Regions from separate parts of the Mus musculus genome. Here region 1 is linked to region 2. A link is a contact called in public Hi-C data. All regions are on one chromosome and are shown on one strand. The core of a region is the stretch at or near the end of the contact, and the rest is flanking DNA. Distances in the headings are between cores, read along the strand shown. Region 1 overlaps Gm31432 (a long non-coding RNA gene). Region 2 overlaps Gm31374 (a long non-coding RNA gene).

Region 1 (3,172 bases), core at 165-2,664, 160 kb before region 2:
TGTTCTTTCAGCTGATGGATTTGATGGTCTGGAAGCCAAGGAGCCAGATCTATCAGCACTGAGACCTCCTTTGACAGTCCTGCTGTCATGGCCTCCACCACCCCTACCCTCATCCGCACCCCATGCCATTTCCCTGACCAAACACCTGGCCACACTCATCAAATGGCTTTTACTATATGTGGAAATGCTCCTGGTACACTATCACCAAGCAGGTGACACAACAGTGTTGCTGCATGAAGCTTCTGTTAAAGGACAGAGATGCAGAGACCACGAGAAAGGGAAGGACAAGGTGAATACCTCAAATGTTAATAATGGTTGCTTCTGGAACATAGAATATGAATGATTTTTTTCCTTTGTGCTTTTCTGTATTTCCCAAAATTTTTACCATGAATATGTATTGCTTTTGTAATCAGAGGAAAGGACAGCACATGGTAATTTTTAAAAGCCTTTGTTGGGCTGCCTGCCCACTTGGGCTTGTAGCTTTTGTGGATCCCACACAGAAAATTATAGAGTCCTGTCTCCTCTAAACTCATCTCAAATACAGGGACAGAGCTGTCCAAAGAGTCCAAGACAATCTTGGGGAGTACAGAACAGCCTTTGACCTCAGAGCAGTCCTGAATGGATGGCCTGCTCAGGATGGAAAAAGACAAGGACATGAGGTAAGCGTGTTTGGAAACCTGGGGTCACCCTCATCTTGCCCCCCATTCTCTAGAAGGCCTTCAATCTTCCCAAAGTGGAGAGAGAGAAAAGCACTTATGCTAAGTACAAGAAGTTAGTCAGCCTCGTGGACAAGGTTAAGAAAAGCTAGTGGGGGGAGGGATGGGGCGGGGCACCACAAGTGGCAGGGTTCAGCTCCACCCTGCCCTCTCTCCCTGCTGATGTCACCACGTGTTTGAGGGCCAAGTCCCGTGATAGAAATGTGCTTGGTAAAGGAACTGGGAAGAGTTCAAAAGATGGAGAGGAGATGGAAAGACATTATCTTGATTTGGATCTCTGGTACAAACACTGGCATATCCTGGGGTTCCAGTGCCAGCCATTTCTTCCCCAGGAGGAAAAGCATCATGGGTCCTGATGACAGTCCCAGCTAAGCATGCTGCTTCTAAGGCAGTGCCAAGCAAGGGTGGTGATAACATCCCTTTGCACTGTTCCTCAGAAGATAAGGTCCAGGCACTGCCTCTGTCTGTGCAGAAGAGATGAAAGTTCTAACCCCCATGCAGCCTGCTCAAGAGCATGTGGGCAATTATCCTACGATTGGACAGGAGAAGGCAACTGAGGGTCAGAGGAAAAAGCAGCAGTGAGCCCATGGACATAGTATATCCAGAACTGCAGCCAGGGGTCCAGACTCCACAGTCAGGTGTATCCCCAAACCAGCAGTTACTTGCAGGAGTTCACTCGCTTTTCAGACAAGGCCAGGCACGTCTAGGGTAGGATGGCTGTAGACTCGCACATTCCTCAGATCTCCAGGGTGCTCTTCCCAGGACAGGGAGGTGGACTGGGTTTTGAAATTGTGTGTCTGAGATCCCACAGCACCCTTCTCTGCTCATGCCAGTGGGCCAAACTCCTCATCCTAGCCCCCAAAGCCTGCAAGTCTGAGAAGCCAGGTCTCCGCCCCGACACAGCTTCACTGCTTCCAAGTCACCCCACCTGATCACACCATGCCCACTCCTTTAAAATCCAAGGCTCTGAAGGAGAGATCCCTGATCAGGGCACGTGGGTCCTGCTTGTCTACCAGCACAATAGGATAACTCTGAGAACGTTCTCCAGGATGCTTCCCCGAGCATGGAGCACACTTTTGTGAAAATTAGAACAGGGTGCCCTCTCCTGGCGGATGAATTAGAACACAAAGCCCCTCTGCCCAGGCTATGGGGGTGGACCTTGGTCCCAAGATTTCAGCCCCTCACTTGGCTCAGGGAAAGGGTCTCTTGTGCTGGGGATACAATGGGATTCCTGCACAAAGACCCAGAGGCTGCTGCTTAATCCTGCCTATCTCCAGCATTCACACACTGTCTCTCAAGCCTGGTCCTTGTTCTTGCTGATCAGGAAGCCTCTGTCCCCTGGCCTCCAACTCTGTCACTGGTCTGGGTTAGATTCCCCCCCCCCCGCAACCCCCCTCCCGTACTCTGATGGTGATGAGGTCTCATTCCCCTGGGGAACTAGAGCACTTTCCCACCCCCAGGAACCCCCCTCGGAGAGCTTCCTTTACTCTCTATTTTTAGTTTCTTGATTGCAAGTGAGAAGTCAGAATCAGAGAATGCTGGGAAACTGTAGCAATAACCAACCCAGCAAAGTGGGTAGCCATGTGGGGAGGGTCAAGGGGGTCCGAGAGGCAGAGATGGCAGCCAGGGTACCCAGGCTATAACTGGGGTGGATAAAGAGGGCAGAAGATGGGCGAGGCATCCTGTCTACGGGCCAGTGGCCAGGGACAGCTAAAATCAAGCCAAAGGGCCACTCCGGACCATCTAGTACAATCCCCTCTCTCCCAGGGAGGAAACTGAGTCACACAGCTAGGGAGGCAGTGAGTGGCTCTGTTTCTGAAGCTTTGTTTTGATATGTATGCAAATTGGGGCTGAGAAATGGGCACTCCCCACCGAACCACAGTCACATCGAAGTACACCTTACCTCTGTATCCAAACCTGAGCTCAAACACCAGGCACAGGCCAGATTCATCAGGCTGCCCACCAGGCTGGGCTGCTCTCAAGCCCTTCTCAGAGAAGAAATGGCTTTGCCTCCACCAAATGCATCCTCTCCCTCCTGGAGACAGGAGCGCTTCCCCGATGTGGCAGGGCACTCCCTGAAAGAATGAACTTCGGTGCAATTGGCAGTTATTGCTGGCAGTTTATCAGTATTAACTGATTAGGCCTGAGATGATGGATCCCCTGTCTCAAAAAGCCCTCTGCCCTGCGCTGCCCCCAGGGGCAGCCCATGCAACCTGGCTGCTCCAAGCTGCCTGGGGGCTAGCCTTCACTCAGCTGCCCCCACTCTGTGCTGCCCTCCCCCAACCCCCAGCATAAGAGACATTTAAATAAATAAAACAAAATTCAAATGAAGACACTAAATCTCCCCGGCGTTTAATTGATGATCATTATGCTTAGGAACCTAAACTCTTTTAATTTCACTGCGATGCAGAGATGAATTATAGAATTACAGTCGCCAATTATCAATCACGCCTTTG
Region 2 (3,048 bases), core at 222-2,721:
TATGAGCCCTGCTTAGCTGATATTGGGGGCCATACTCTCCTGATGTCCTTGACCCCTCTGGCTCCCAGAATTCTTCCTCCCCATCTTCTACAGGGATCCCTGAGCTCCAGGGGGAAGACCCAATGGAGATCTCTCTCTCTCTCTCTCTCTCTCTCTCTCTCTGCCTAATGTTTTACTGTAGTCTCTGCATCTGCTCCCATCAGCAGCAGGAGGAAGCCTCTCTGATGGCTGGGATAGGCAGCAATCTGTGAGAATATAAGGATATCTTAGGAATCATTTTATTGATTTTTTTTTTCTATCCTAGGTCTGTGAGCTCTCCAGCCTCTGGTCCCAAGTCACCAGGCAGTGTTGGGCACGGGTTCCCTCTCATTGTCAGGACCTCAAATTAGACCAGTCATGGGTTGGCCACTCTACAAAGCCTTTTAACCTTTGAAATTCTCACTGATTTTTTTCTTAATGGCAGTAAAATAAGTGTTATACATAAGTGTTAAACCCACACCACCATGGGTTTAAATATCTTTAAGATCTTTCTTCCTTTACTTGGAATTGAAGAATTTCGGCAGTAATAGACTACAAAGAATAGAGGAACCAGAAACATTCCCAGAGCAAAGGACTTCAGTCAGCCTCAACACCCTTATCTCTTATCCCTCCCTGAGTCCTCTGCCCTCTAGAAGAGAGAAACATAAGCCTGCGTTGCCCTCTAGTGGCTGTGATGATAATTACAGCCAATACCTTTGTTTCAGTACCTTCTACAGGTACTAGACAGGCACTAGACCCTGAGAATCCAAGGCTCTGCCCACAGCTGGAGCTGAGGCTGGACACTGTGGCCAACGGCCAAACCACACCCCACCACTGACAGGGTGTCAGAATCAGATCTCCTGAATGCATAGCTCAGCTGATAGTGATTACATATCATGGTCAAAGTCCTCACTCTGATTCCTAGCATCAGATAAAACCAGGCACGGTCACACAAGCCTATATAATTCCAGCACTAGGAAAATAAAGGCAGGAAGATCAGAAGTTCAAGGCTATCTTCAAGTACGTAGTGAGTTAGAGGCCAGCCTGGGCTACACGAAACTCTTTATACAGGGGTAAGATCACTTCTATCCTCAATAAGAGCCCCCACCCCCCACAGACACACACCCGACTTCTCCTTTGGACCTAAGAAACTCTGTGTCAGTCCCAGAACAGGACAAGTTACTTCCTTGAAATATCAGATCTGGAGGAAGCCAGAGATGGCAGATGGCATGCAAGCCTGGAACTGGGGAGGGAGGTGGCTCCTCACAGTTCCATCAGCTCTGCAAGTCGAGGCAGTGTGGAGTCACAGGCAGTCCCTCTCCAGTGAAGGCAGCCGGGCCTCCCCTCCACCATTCTTACTTCAGAAGCTAGCTGAACCAGTGGGCCCTCCCCCAGCCCCCAAGGCCGGAGTGCATTAGCAGCCTGCAGGCTGTCAGGAGCAGTTGCAGATGCCCCATTTATATTCCTAAGTAGAGGACTTGTTAATATGGAGCCTGCCTCTGGGGAAATGGGAATGTGCGGGGTGAGAGATGACAAATCACAGCCCGGCAGCCAGGCTGAGAGCACTAATACCCATTTACATCTTACTCATTAGCCCTCACTGGCCAGCGAGCCTTGGCTACCATGGGGCTAAGGGCTGGCCTCCAGGAGCCCCTTTTGGCTCTGAGAAACTCAGGCACTGGTGGTAGGTGGCAGGGTGACCTCTTCTGCCAGCAGGTCACTAAAAGGCCCATGCAAAAGACAACCAAAGTCCCAGCTCAGCCCCACAAAATAGACAAGAGTGAGTCCCAAACCAGACCTTATTCCTTGGGACACAACTCATGCCGCCCCCCACCCTGCACCCCCACCTCCGAATCTCAGATGAAAGAATTAAAGGTCGGAACACCTCCAGTTCATTTTGGCCACACCTAGCCTCCACATGGAAAGGATCTGCCAGTCATTGGACTATGACAGTGTCAAGAGACCCCACTCCCCTACCCACACCCCTAAGCTCACACACAACCACACAGCACAGCCTGCAGGCAGGGCAGGCCCTGGGCTGGGCTGCCTGGACAGTACTTCCTCGCGTGTCTAGAGCCTGGTCCCCAACAGAGCAAGTGTGCAGCTTGAGTAATGGCGGGCACAGATCCACCCGAATCCTGATAAGGGAGAATAATAACTTGTCAAAGATATATATGATATGTGTTTGCTTTCCCGACGGAATATCTATGGGGCTAATTCATCAAGCCGGCGGGCTGGCTGGAGACCCAGGGAGGAAAGCCGGGAGGGAGAAGCACGTGATCGCTAGTACCCCAGTGGAAAGCTGGGAACCCGGGCAGCCTGCGTGGGCCACTGGAAGCTCACCAGGGCCCTGGCAAGCCCTGAAACTGACTGTCCTGGGATTCACCTGACGGTGTCCGTGTGACGCTCCCGGTTTGGGGACCTGGAAGGTGAGCAGATAGAGTGACCCCTTTCCTGGAAGAGAATCAGCCAGACCTCTGTCTCCTCCCACTGCCTTGGGCCTTCCCCCTGTACTCTGAAAGACAGGGTGACAGGAGTACATTCCAAGAATGCTAGAGTGAAGGAAAAAAGAAACGTAAAAAGCGGAAAAAGCACTTGACTCACAGAAGATCCCACCTGCTGCCGACCCACGGCGGGCGGGGCTTTCTGTCTGTTCCTTAGTGATGCCTGATAGACAGCTCCCCCAACCCAGTCTCTGCCTTCCTCCTTTTTGTCACAGTAATAAAAATAACCGAACTGATACGTATCATTACAGCACCCCACACACTCATCTCCGAGGGATTTACCTGTCCTTGAGCACCCAGAGCCAGGGGCCCATCTGCGGGCAGGAACGCCAACACCCAGAACCTCAAAGGGAACTGCCCCTGGAGTTTTGGCCCTCAGCTTGCCCTGCCCAGCCCCCAGCCCCCACGCACCTGATCATCTGTCTAGTCTGTTTCTCCCCAGTTATTCCAGCGTTCCAGAGCGACAGTCGCCATTCCTTCAACACGGGGTGAAGCCCTGTCAGACACCAGGTCTTGGCACTGTGTG

What was found. Hi-C and Micro-C count contacts between places; a contact is called where the count stands out from the background.
Region 1: a Hi-C map of the N1E-115 cell line shows a contact between it and region 2, with 5 times the contacts expected there. The contact joins two enhancer-like sites. A contact is called at or near these places in 4 of 484 Hi-C or Micro-C datasets (the N1E-115 cell line, cortical neurons, embryonic stem cells and 1 more) and 1 of 9 other capture datasets (embryonic stem cells).

Annotation. Positions count from the first base shown.
Region 1 is chr9:46,510,138-46,513,309 of GRCm38.p6, reverse strand. All of the region lies in intron 1 of Gm31432 (a long non-coding RNA gene), which reads right to left. Among named protein-coding and RNA genes, the nearest start is that of Gm22659, 51 kb to the left of the region's middle. Within about 2 kb of position 1,414, at least 15 of the 459 cell types and tissues checked have an H3K27ac peak or open chromatin away from gene starts, as enhancers often do. A contact at or near this core is called in the N1E-115 cell line and cortical neurons, where this site is marked.
Region 2 is chr9:46,351,879-46,354,926 of GRCm38.p6, reverse strand. It overlaps Gm31374 (a long non-coding RNA gene), which reads right to left. Exons shown (of 3, transcript XR_379350.2): 3 at 2,887-3,048. Among named protein-coding and RNA genes, the nearest start is that of Gm31374, 3.7 kb to the right of the region's middle. Within about 2 kb of position 1,471, at least 17 of the 459 cell types and tissues checked have an H3K27ac peak or open chromatin away from gene starts, as enhancers often do. A contact at or near this core is called in the N1E-115 cell line and cortical neurons, where this site is marked.